Linked DNA regions of Mus musculus: region 2 is linked to region 1. A link is a contact called in public promoter capture Hi-C data. All regions are on one chromosome and are shown on one strand. The core of a region is the stretch at or near the end of the contact, and the rest is flanking DNA. Distances in the headings are between cores, read along the strand shown.

The links. Promoter capture Hi-C pulls out the DNA fragments that hold promoters and counts their contacts.
Region 2: a promoter capture Hi-C map of hippocampal neurons shows a contact between it and region 1, with 4 times the contacts expected there. The contact joins the promoter of Dhx16 here to the promoter of Psmb8 in region 1. A contact is called at or near these places in 1 of 39 promoter capture datasets (hippocampal neurons) and 1 of 9 other capture datasets (adipose tissue).

The regions. Positions count from the first base shown.
Region 1 is chr17:34,195,621-34,201,300 of GRCm38.p6, forward strand. It overlaps Psmb8 (proteasome (prosome, macropain) subunit, beta type 8 (large multifunctional peptidase 7)), which reads left to right and starts at 2,575. Exons shown (of 6, transcript NM_010724.2): 1 at 2,575-2,925; 2 at 3,613-3,760; 3 at 3,951-4,062; 4 at 4,521-4,650; 5 at 5,091-5,295; 6 at 5,558-5,680. The coding sequence starts at 2,779. The coding sequence ends at 5,646. It overlaps Tap1 (transporter 1, ATP-binding cassette, sub-family B (MDR/TAP)), which reads left to right. Exons shown (of 11, transcript NM_013683.2): 11 at 948-1,605. The coding sequence ends at 1,154.
Region 2 is chr17:35,876,889-35,882,568 of GRCm38.p6, forward strand. Dhx16 (DEAH (Asp-Glu-Ala-His) box polypeptide 16) reads left to right here and starts at 2,890. Exons shown (of 20, transcript NM_026987.2): 1 at 2,890-3,230; 2 at 4,390-4,634; 3 at 4,742-4,907; 4 at 5,134-5,190; 5 at 5,554-5,680. The coding sequence starts at 3,024.

The DNA.
Region 1 (5,680 bases), core at 1,325-3,824:
GGAACTGGCGTTATGGATGGTTGTGAACCACTATGTGGGTACTGGAAGTCAAGCCCTGGTCTGCTGGAAGAGCAGCCAGTGCTCTTAACTGCTGAGCTGACTCTCCAGCCCCTGCATTACATTTCTTTAGATTGACTATAAAAAATTCTCATTTTAGGGGCTGAGGGGTGGCTCAGCAGTTAATAGCATTAGTTTTAAGAGCATTAGCTGCTCTTCCAGAGGACCTGGGTTCAATTCTCAGCACCCACATGGCAGCTCACAACCATCTGCAGCTCCAGCTCCAGGGTTTCTGACACCTGCACACAAGCAAAACGTCAATGAACATAAAATAAAAACAAATTACAAAATGTTTTCTCAGCTTATTAGTGGGTTATTAAAAATTTGTATGACATAGGAAAGGTGACATGTGGGGTGGGTGGGGGGGGGAAGAGGAGGGAAACGGGAGGTGGTATGGTTATATTTCATTATATTCATATATGAAATTCTCAAAGCATAAATTAATATATGTTTTTTGGAACGTAAAAAAATTTCCACATATTAAGGCTGGACGAGGAGACCCTAGTCTTACTTCACTTAGTATGCCATCTCCCAAGACAGTTGGTGTCCTTGGGAGGCCTGCTTTTTTCTGAAGGGCAATCGAGGAGAGGTAGGGGGTTGAGTAGGAGGGACTGGGAGGAGAGGAGGGGGGAACAGCAGTCGGGATGTAATATATGGGAGAAGAATAATTTCCTTTTCAAATTTCCCAGCTTATGGGTAGAGATGAGAGACTGTTCAGTCCCCTCCCCCATCATGCTTCCGCTCTCTCTCTCTCTGTACCCCCCTCTTGTGAGGACATCTTAACAAGTCATAGGTTTGGAGGGGTGCTGCAGACCAGGGATATCGACAATGTGTCCCAGCCCTGGAAGCACAGGGGTCCCCTGAACTGTAATGTCTGTGTGTTTCTCCAGGTCCAGCGGCTCCTGTATGAGAGCCCCAAGCGGGCTTCTCGGACGGTTCTTCTTATCACCCAGCAGCTCAGCCTGGCAGAGCAGGCCCACCACATCCTCTTTCTCAGAGAAGGCTCTGTCGGCGAGCAGGGCACCCACCTGCAGCTCATGAAGAGAGGAGGGTGCTACCGGGCCATGGTAGAGGCTCTTGCGGCTCCTGCAGACTGACAAGGCCTCTGGACTGCACACTGCGTGCTGTCCCCCTCCTGTCCTCTACTCTGTGTGACAGAGAACCTGGGAGCAAAGATATTACCACACCCACGGAGACAGTTGAGGAGCGGAGGTGCTTGTTACATGAGAAAATGTAAACTCTAGGAGATACCCGGAATTTACCACGAATGTGTTTCCCCGACCCGCTCCCTATTAGACGGGGTTTCAGGTACCTCACACCAACACTGAGCTGCTAAATCTCCGGTCTCCACCCTCCCGGTGCTGAGCTTGTATCACAGCATGCACACACAAACCTGGTTTATGTGGCGTTGTGATAGAATGAGAAGAAACGCCCAAAGTGTACAGAGAGAAAGGACAAGCAGCTTGCAATTAACCAAAGGCATAGGCTGGCATTTGGGTGTTCTATGGGTGTTTGATATTTGTAATAAAACTGGTGTTTTGTACTGTGGCTTCTCCCGTTTCTTAGCTCCCGCAAAGTCCTAGCTGAGTTAGTCAGCCCCCCCCCCCCCCCCAGGACAGTGTCCCGTTCTTCTTCAGAATTCTGTTTTACTTCTGGGTCCATCAGCTTTTATTTCCTGGGGCTCTCATTTCTCTTTACTGCTCACCCACGGACTCCTAGTGCTGAGCTGGACCGGGCGGCAGCCCCTCCCTCTCCGCACCCCAAGGCAGCAGCAACTGCATCTTGGAGTCCTTCTCTTCCTCGCTGAGGCTGGAGGAAGCGCGGTAGCGCCGCGGGTGGGGACCCCAGAAAATCAGACTGGATAACCTCGCCCGCCCGTTCAGATTCTTTCATCTTCTCCTCAGCGGCACACGCCGGGATAATCTCAATGAAATGGATAGGATTAGCCAGTAAATCTCTTCCATTCAGGGAGGGCCCGGTGTGTGACGTCAGCAGTTCCTGGGCAGATAATGTCCATAAAGGTTGCAAAGAAGAGGTGGGGTTGAGGATTCAAGGAAGGAGCGCGCAGCCCTGACTTGCGCGACGTGAGCAGCCCCGGGCAAGGGCGCGTCCTCGTGGGTGGCTCAGGGTAGTGAGACTGTTGAACCAAGAGGGGCCCTAGGAGGGACACATGAAAAGGCCCGACTGAGTCCTCTCCTTGGTTCGTCTTTCTCCGTTTTTTCCTGGTTGTCCCAGGACCTAAAGACCCCTGTGCATCCATTTATCGCATTTTCCAGTTTCTATAAAATGATGCTCATTTATTTGAGTGCTGCCCCCATCCCCAGGACGCACGCCTAGGTGGATCTGCTCAATACTCCTCTCAGGTTCCAACGTTCTAGACAACCTCTTTAGGAGATAGGACCCTATTCAGTCCTCCGCTGTTCCCAGAAGATGCCCCCCCCCGTCCCCCGCCTGTGGGTCTTCACGCACCCCACTGCTAGGCGGCCTCCGAAGGCGCACCTCTTCTTCCACCCCACAGCCCATTCTCTAGCTGGTTTCACTGATGTGGCAGCAGGAAAACTCGTCCCCAACACATTGTTTTAGTTCAGACACCCATTAACTGGGCTCTACTCGGAAAGGGCAGGGGATGGGGGTGGGGGACTGGTTCCCTCCCCTTGGTACTGTGGCTTTCGCTTTCACTTCCTTGTCGCAGAGTCGACGGATCTTCGGGGCCAAGTGGTCATGGCGTTACTGGATCTGTGCGGTGCCGCTCGGGGGCAGCGGCCCGAGTGGGCTGCCCTGGATGCGGGAAGCGGGGGTCGCTCGGACCCGGGACACTACAGTTTCTCCGCGCAAGCTCCGGAGCTCGCACTTCCCCGGGGAATGCAGGTGAGGACTGTAGGGCGTTCTGGAGAGATGCAGGAGGTGGGTGGTGGTGGGTGGCACAGAGGAAGGAGTGTCTGCCTGGGTCTGAGGAGGTGAGGACGCCAGGAGGGGCCGTCCAGGAGAGCAGCATCGAGGCTAGCCCTGAAGAACCAACGTGGAGATTAAGGCATGGGAAGGCGGGAGAAAGGGGTGGGGGAGGGACAGAAGGAGAGAGAGTCACGCACGGAGTTGAGACAGCGAGACTGAGAAGATGGTTGGTGCCAATCCCAAGACACAGTGCACAGACCACCATGCCTTCCACAGACTCACTGCTAACTACTACAGGGGCTGTACAGTTGTCTTGGAAGACCTATGAACTTTGGTGGCCTTACTTGGTCTCAGCAACCCACCCTGTGTGTCCTACGACACATTAGATGGCCTAGGTCTCAAGCCCCTCTACTGTAAAATGAGAGCAAGTTATTAAAATGTGCTTTCGAGAACCAAAGGAGCCACGGATTAGGAAACACCTTGAAGTCGCCTACCATGACCTTTGTTCCCACGTGCTGGAAAGCAGAAAGCTGGTGGGCTTAAATCCTGCTTTTCTTTCTTCGGAGCTACTGACATCTAGAGTCTGCAGACCCCTCCTCACTCTGCCACCCTGCCAGGAGCCTCCTAGCACTGAGGTGCCCCTCTGCCTCTTGCATCTCTTAGCCCACCGCATTCCTGAGGTCCTTTGGTGGTGACCAGGAAAGGAATGTTCAAATTGAGATGGCCCACGGCACAACCACACTCGCCTTCAAGTTCCAGCATGGCGTCATCGTGGCTGTGGACTCCAGGGCCACTGCAGGGAGTTACATTAGTGAGTATGTGTGCTCCATGTGTGCTCCAATGGTCCGACTCGTGGAGCTGTTCCCTCAGTAGAGCAGAAGGCCTGGGCCGAAGTTCAGACAGAGCTGGCATTATAGCACACTGAGGGTGGGGGTGGGATGGGGGGTGAGGGGTGGGTGGGGAGCTGTGGGCTCATTTCTTTGATCTCAAAACTCTTCCAGGCTCCTTAAGGATGAACAAAGTGATCGAGATTAACCCTTACCTGCTTGGCACCATGTCTGGTTGTGCAGCCGACTGCCAGTACTGGGAGAGGCTGTTGGCCAAGGAGTGCAGGTAGGCCGGTTTTATCATCTCATTTGTTCAGCCCCTCCCCCGTCCCCACCATGTCCCAGGTCACTTACACCCCCATCGGGTGATCCATTTTAGCAACCATAAGGGATATATATATATATATATATATATATATATATATATATATATATATATATCTCCTTCATGTGATTAAAAATCTCCCAAATCCTAGCCTGGGTCCCTGCTTATAAACCAGATAATCTGGCAGTCACTTAACCTGCAGGGTGGTATCATTTACTAGGCTTTTAAAATGCGGATCAGAGATTTTAAATTCCCAAACTCTCCTTTACTCTTATGTCCCGTCCCACAAGTCCATACCTTCCAAACACTCATCTCTACAATCCCTGCTCCCTCGTGCTATGGGAGAAAATGAATGCAGGTGTAGCTGCCGCCCCTGAGGCCTCCTTCTCTCTCCTCCTCCTCCTCGATCGATCGTACAGGTTGTATTATCTTCGGAATGGGGAACGCATCTCCGTGTCTGCAGCATCCAAGCTGCTTTCCAACATGATGCTGCAGTACCGGGGGATGGGCCTCTCCATGGGCAGCATGATCTGTGGCTGGGACAAGAAGGTGGGTGGCCTATGTCTGTGAGCCCCCCCCCCCCCCGAGGTGTCTTACCCATTGAACCCTCCCCTCCCCCATGCTTGATCCAGGTTTTGATGTTTACCAAAGTGTGCTGTCTTTTGTTTTTGTTTTTAAAATTCATTTATTTATTTTATGTGAGTACACTCTTGTTGTCTTCAGACACACCAGAAGAGGGCACTGGATCCCGTTACAGATGGTCGTGAACTACCATGTGGTTCAATTCTGGCAGTTGAACTCAGGACCTCTGGAAGAGTAGTCAGGGGTCTTAACCACTGAGCCATCTCTCCAGCTCCCTAAAGTGTGCTGTCTTAACTCAAATATTTCTATGGTGGCATCACTATGTTGCTTGCTCTCCACAAGTCACACTTGCGTCTTGATATGATCAATAAACCAAGTTCAACTCGGGATGGTTTCCCATCTTCTAGGGACCAGGACTTTACTACGTAGATGACAATGGGACTCGGCTCTCGGGACAGATGTTTTCCACTGGCAGCGGGAACACCTATGCCTATGGGGTGATGGACAGTGGTTACCGGCAGGACCTCAGTCCTGAAGAGGCCTACGACCTTGGCCGCAGAGCTATTGCTTATGCTACCCACAGAGACAACTATTCTGGAGGAGTCGTCAACAGTAAGAGACCAATGCGCCCCACAACACCTGGGGAGACCACTGCTCCCCAGCACCTGGGAGGAGGGGGATGTGGGGGGAGCTTAGATTGGGAGCCTCGGGGGAGATGAGTGGAGATGTCAGGTCTGAGAACACTGAAGTTCCAGACAAAGGCTTTCAGTGTGTGTGTGCTTAATGCTCATGAAAGCTGCTTATGCCACACCATTCTGGCAGAGACTTGCCCAAGAAAGGCCTGACGCCATGTTCTTTTCTCAATCGCCCACAGTGTACCACATGAAGGAAGACGGTTGGGTGAAAGTGGAGAGTTCCGATGTCAGTGACCTGCTGTACAAGTACGGAGAGGCCGCTCTGTGATGGCTGCTGGGCAGGCCTCCCCCAGCATTGGTGG
Region 2 (5,680 bases), core at 1,640-4,139, 1.7 Mb after region 1:
GACCAGGCTGGCCTCGAACTCAGAAATCCGCCTGCCTCTGCCTCCCCAGTGCTGGGATTAAAGGCGTGCGCCACCACGCCCGGCTGTGGTCAGTGCTCTTTTTTTTTTTTTTTTAAAGATTTATTTATTTATTATGTCTAAGTACACTGTAGCTGTCTTCAGACACACCAGAGAGGCCGTCAGATCTCATTACAGATGGTTGTGAGCCACCATGTGGTTGCTGGGATTTGAACTCGGGACCTTTGGAAGAGCAGTCAGTGCTCTTAACCACTGAGCCATCCCTCCGGTCCCTTTTGGGACCTCTTGCTTGGGATTGTTTGGCCTCAATTACCCAAACAGGAATGACTTCAAGCATGTACTGTCCTGTCCACTTAGGTGCCTGAACCTGAGCAGATATAACTTATGCCGTATGTCATCCAATAGAAATACCAACAGCAGAGACGAGAATATCCAAGTTATACTTTATTCACAGAGCTTGCATCTGACCAGGCAGTGGATCCTAAAATAACTGCTTTCCATCTTCTCTCCTGCCACAGGCTTTATAGGAAGCAGAGAAAAGGAAACAAAAACCATCCATTATTCCAGAACTCAAGTTCTGTCGCTGGTCAGGTGGTCAGTCACATTTCTGAGATCTGAGACATCCATGCCTGTCCACTTTCTGAAGCTCAGAGAACTGAGTTAGTGTTTGTTGGAATCTTCTCCTGCAGTGTCATCTCATCTGTGTTGGGGAGGGGTTAGCTCACAACAAACCATTAGCAGTAGGTATGTGCCAAGCTGTTAGCAACACATACCTGGATTGCTTTTTAAAATGTGGAGTGTTTTGTTTTGACTTTATCCATTCTACTCGCTCCCCATCAGTAGGAAATAAAATCTACTTAAATTGCCTATTATTATTATTATTATTGTTATTATTATTTTGGTTTTTTGAGACAGGGTCTCTCTGTATAGCCCTGGCTGTCCTGGAACTCACTCTGTAGACCAGGCTGGCCTCGAACTCAGAAATCTGCCTGCCTCTGCCTCCCAAGTGTTGGTTAAAGGCATGTGCCACCACTGCCCGGCTTTTTTTTTTTAAGATTTATTTATTTTATGTAAGCACACTGTAGCTCTCTTCAGACACTCCAAAAGAGGGCATCAGATCTCCTTACTGATGGCTGTGAGTCACCATGTGATTGCTGGGATTTGAACTCAGGACCTTCGGAAGAATAGTTGGTTGAGCCATCTCTCCAGTTTGCCTCTCATTATTTTTGATTGTACATAAATTACACATTTCAGTCAAGTGTGATAGTACATGTCTATAATCCCCACACTTGGGAAGTAGGAACAACAGGATCAAGAGTCTAAGGTTGCTGGGCGGTGGTGTCGCTCACCTTTAATCCCAGCGCTTGGGAGGCAGAGGCAGAAGGATTTCTGAATTCGAGGCCAGCCTGGTCTACAGAGTGAGTTCCAGGACAGCCAGGGCTATACAGAGAGACCCTGTCTCAAAAAAACAAAACAAAAAACAAACAAACAAAAAGAGTTCAAGGTTGCGGGGGTGGGGGGTGGGGGGTAGGGAGGATACTGGGGTGGGGAGGTGCCCTCTCAGAGGAGAAGGGGAATAGGGGGAGAAACTCTTTCAGGGGGGACCAGGAGGGGGCAGCTTTGAGGATGTAAGTAATTAAGTGCGTAAGTAAATAAATAAATAAATAAGAGTTCAAAGTTATCTTTAGCTATGTAGTACATACAAGGCCAGCTAATTGTACATGAGTCCCGTGTTTTTTTGTTTTTTGTTTTTGTTTTTTAAATGGTGAACTGGAGAGCTGGCTTCTCAATTAAGAACACTTAGGTTTAACTCCCAGCACTCACGTGATGTCTCAAAAACACCCCTAACTACATTTTCAGGAGATCCAATGCCCTCCTCCAGATTCTGAGTGGTATACATACTTGCAAGTAAAATGCCTACACACACACACACACACACACACACACACACACACACACACCCAATAGAGGGGCTGGAGAGATGATTCAGTGGTTAAGAGCACTTGCTGCTCTCAGAAGACTGGTGTTTGGTTCCCAGCACCTATATCAGGCAGGTCCCAACCACCAGTAACTCCAAGTTCAGAGAGACACAATATCTCTGACCTAAAAGGGCACACACACACACACACACACACACACCACACACACACACACACATACTGTGCAGATAAATTCATGCAGGCAAACCCACATGCACATTAAATAAATAAATATTAAAATCTTATGATACCCAAACTCCCACCTAAATGTATTTATTATGTACCTTTAGTTTTTGTTGTTTTAATTTTTAATATTTTAAGTTAGGCCGGGCGTGGTGGTGCACGCCTTTAATCCCAGCACTCGGGAGGCAGAGGCAGGCAGATTTCCGAGTTCGAGGCCAGCCTGGTCTACAAAGTGAGTTCCAAGACAGAGAAACCCTGTCTCGAAAAACCAAAAAAAAAAAATTTATTTTTAAAAAAATTAGGTGTATGTGTGTTTGTGTATGAGCACGTGCACACAAGTGCAGGTGTCAGAAGAGACCAGAGGTGGTAGATCCTCCTGGATCTGGAGATATACGTGGTTGTTGGTGAGGGATGTGGGTGCACCGAATCGAACTCGACTTCGCTGAGCCGTCTCTCCAGCCCTTTGTTATATATCTTGTTTTCCTAACCCTGATTTGTACGTCTTTTATTTATCCCAGCTGTGGGAACTAGTTAGTCATCACTGACAGCTTGTATTGATAGAGAACTGCACCCGCGCACAGATCATTAGGGGGCGACGGAGAGCTTGGACGAGGCTGTGCATGAAAGCCTCTTGCACTTAGCGTCGGGAAAGAGGCTGCGCGATTTGAACCCGCCCAGCCACCGTCGATCCCTGGCCGGAAGAGCGCGACTCTTTCCGGGTTTCGCGGTCTGTGGAATTGGAGTCTCTACGGCAGCCGGAGCGAGGCGGTAGTACCGCAGGCTCTGTCCCCGCCGCAGTCCTGGCCGTTCCGCGGTTGCGCGCCCGGAGCAGGACGCGTCGCCATGGCGACGCCGGCGGGGCTGGAGCGGTGGGTGCAGGAGGAGCTGCACTCGGTGCTGGGGCTGAGCGAGCGGCACGTCGCGCAGTTCCTGATCGGCACCGCACAGCGCTGCGCCTCCGCCGAGGAGTTCGTGCAGCGCCTGCGGGACACCGACACCCTGGACCTCGGGGGGCCGGCGCGGGACTTCGCCCTGAAGCTCTGGAGCAAGGTGTGTGCCGCCGGGGCAGGCCACTCACAGCCGAATTGGCTCGTACGCAGTGTGGCTGTCTATTCTGTGATAGCCTGCAACTTTCAATATAGTACACAGGCTGGCTTAGAACTTGCAGCGAGCCTCCCTGGTAGTGGGGTGACAGAGAGACCTTTCATTCTTGGTTCCGCCCACCATTTAATTTTTTTCCTCTGTTATCTAGATATCATGCTAGGTGTTGGGTGTATACAGGTCTGTGGAGAAGACTCGAGATGGGGCTCTACATACATGTTTAAGCTAGAGCCATTGTTAGTTACAGCACATACCCCAGGCCTAAGGATGTAGCTCAGTTGGTAGAATGTTTGTCTAGCATACAGTAAGCCTTGGATTCAATCCCCAGCCCTGGGAAAGAGTCACTGAGAACAGAGCTAGGAGAATTAGCATTTAGGAAATAGGATCGAGGCTGGGGAGGGATGGCTTAGCAGTTAAGACCCCTTGTGCATCTGGAAGACTTGAGTTCAGTTCTCAGCAACCAGGCCTAGTGGCACACAACCATCTGTAATTCCAGCTCCAAGGAGATCGGAGGGCTTCTGGCCTTTGCCAGGTACCCCATACACATAAATAAATGAAAAATAAATCATGAAAAGAAAATGGGTTTTAGAACATAAACTACTTAAGCTCAGAACCAATACTTTAAAAAAAAAATTCTATCGTGGGGCAAGAAGAGATGGCTCAGGGATTAAGACCACTTGCTGTTCCTCTAGAGGAACCAGGTTCAATTTCTAGAACCCACGTGGCAACTCACAACTGTAACTCCAGTTCTATGAGATTCAGCACCCTCACACACAGCTCACGTTGCAGGCAGAACACCAGTGCACATAAAAATAAAAGTAAGTCATTAAAGTTAGGAAGAAGTTTTAGTTCGTGCATATGCCCGTGTGAGGCTGTGAGCGTACAACCTGTGAGAGCTGGTTCTTTGCCTCCACCACGGGATGGCTTTCAGTAATCATTTGCTCAGTGGATTCCTAGAAGGACGTTCAGAAGCTGCGGAGCCCTGTTGAGCTATGACCGTAGAACAAGACCACGAAGAAGAGAAAGATGGAGACAGGCTTTAGATATAGTAACCGGTTCGTAGGCAAATGAGGGTACTGAGGTCAGGAGCTGTCATATCTACCGGCAGGTGCCACGGAAGGCTGTGGTGGAAAAGCCAGCTCGGGCAGCTGAGCGAGAGGCCCGAGCCCTGCTAGAGAAAAACCGTTCTTATAAGTTGTTGGAAGACAGCGAGAGCGGCGAGGAGGCAGTGGGTAGTAACGGGAGCAGCCTCCAGAAGAAGCGGAAGAGACGGAAACACCTCAGGAAGAAACACCAGGAGGACGAGGAGGACGAGGAGGAAGAGGTTTCCGAGTCAGGGAAGAGGAAGGCAGGGTAAGTCAGAAGGAAGGAGAGGGATTGGAGCAGGCTGTCGGCTGTGGGGATGCTAAGCTTTCTCAGTACCCCCGTTTGATACACTGGGCTGGGTTTGCTGGGTTCAGGGGGAGTAAATCACCCACGGAGGAGAAGCCAGCCTCAGAGGATGAATGGGAAAGGACGGAGCGTGAGCGTCTCCAGGACTTGGAAGAACGGGATGCCTTTGCAGAGCGGGTTCGGCAACGGGACAAGGACCGGACCCGGAATGTCCTGGAACGGTCAGATAAGAAGGTGAGCTGAAGAGAGTCAGTCAGGCAAGTCTGGATTTGGCTGCAGAGTTGTCTCTGGGAAGACAAGAGTTGTCACTAGGGTTCCCCGTGGGCTCACTGGCTATGGTTCTCCCTGTCTGGTTGAGATCGACAGAGGTTCTCCACCGAGGAGGGGCAGCGAAGGACATTAGTCATCCTGACAGCAATGGTACCTTTGGCCTCACATCCCTTTACATGATTTCTTCTAGGCCTATGAAGAGGCTCAGAAGCGCCTCAAGATGGCTGAGGAAGATCGGAAAGCCATGGTGAGACCCTGGGTTCAAAAAGCAGTGTCTGAAGACAAAGATGGCTGGAGTGGTCGGCCGTAGCAGGAAGGGTCACAGAGGGAGTGTGCAGAGATGTGTCTGGGTGGTCAGGCTCTAGAGGAGAGGGGCCTGCCTGACAGGAACCGGAAAAGAGTGGACTTGGGTTGTAGAAGGAGAAAGTTACAAATCCTCTCGCCTTGGTAAGATCAAGTCATTGTGTCTCTGAGACTTGATGAGACACAAAATAGCTAGCACCAAAAGGCCCCACATCCTCCTCTTTGGAGTTTTGCACACTCTGAGTGTGCAGGGAGCAGGGTTTCAGTGCTGGTAGGATGAGGACTTGACTGTCCCTTCCTGACCCAGGTCCCTGAGCTCCGTAAGAAGTCTCGTCGGGAATACCTGGCGAAGCGGGAGCGAGAAAAACTGGAGGACCTGGAGGCGGAACTGGCTGATGAGGAGGTCCTGTTTGGGGACGTGGAGCTGAGTCGCC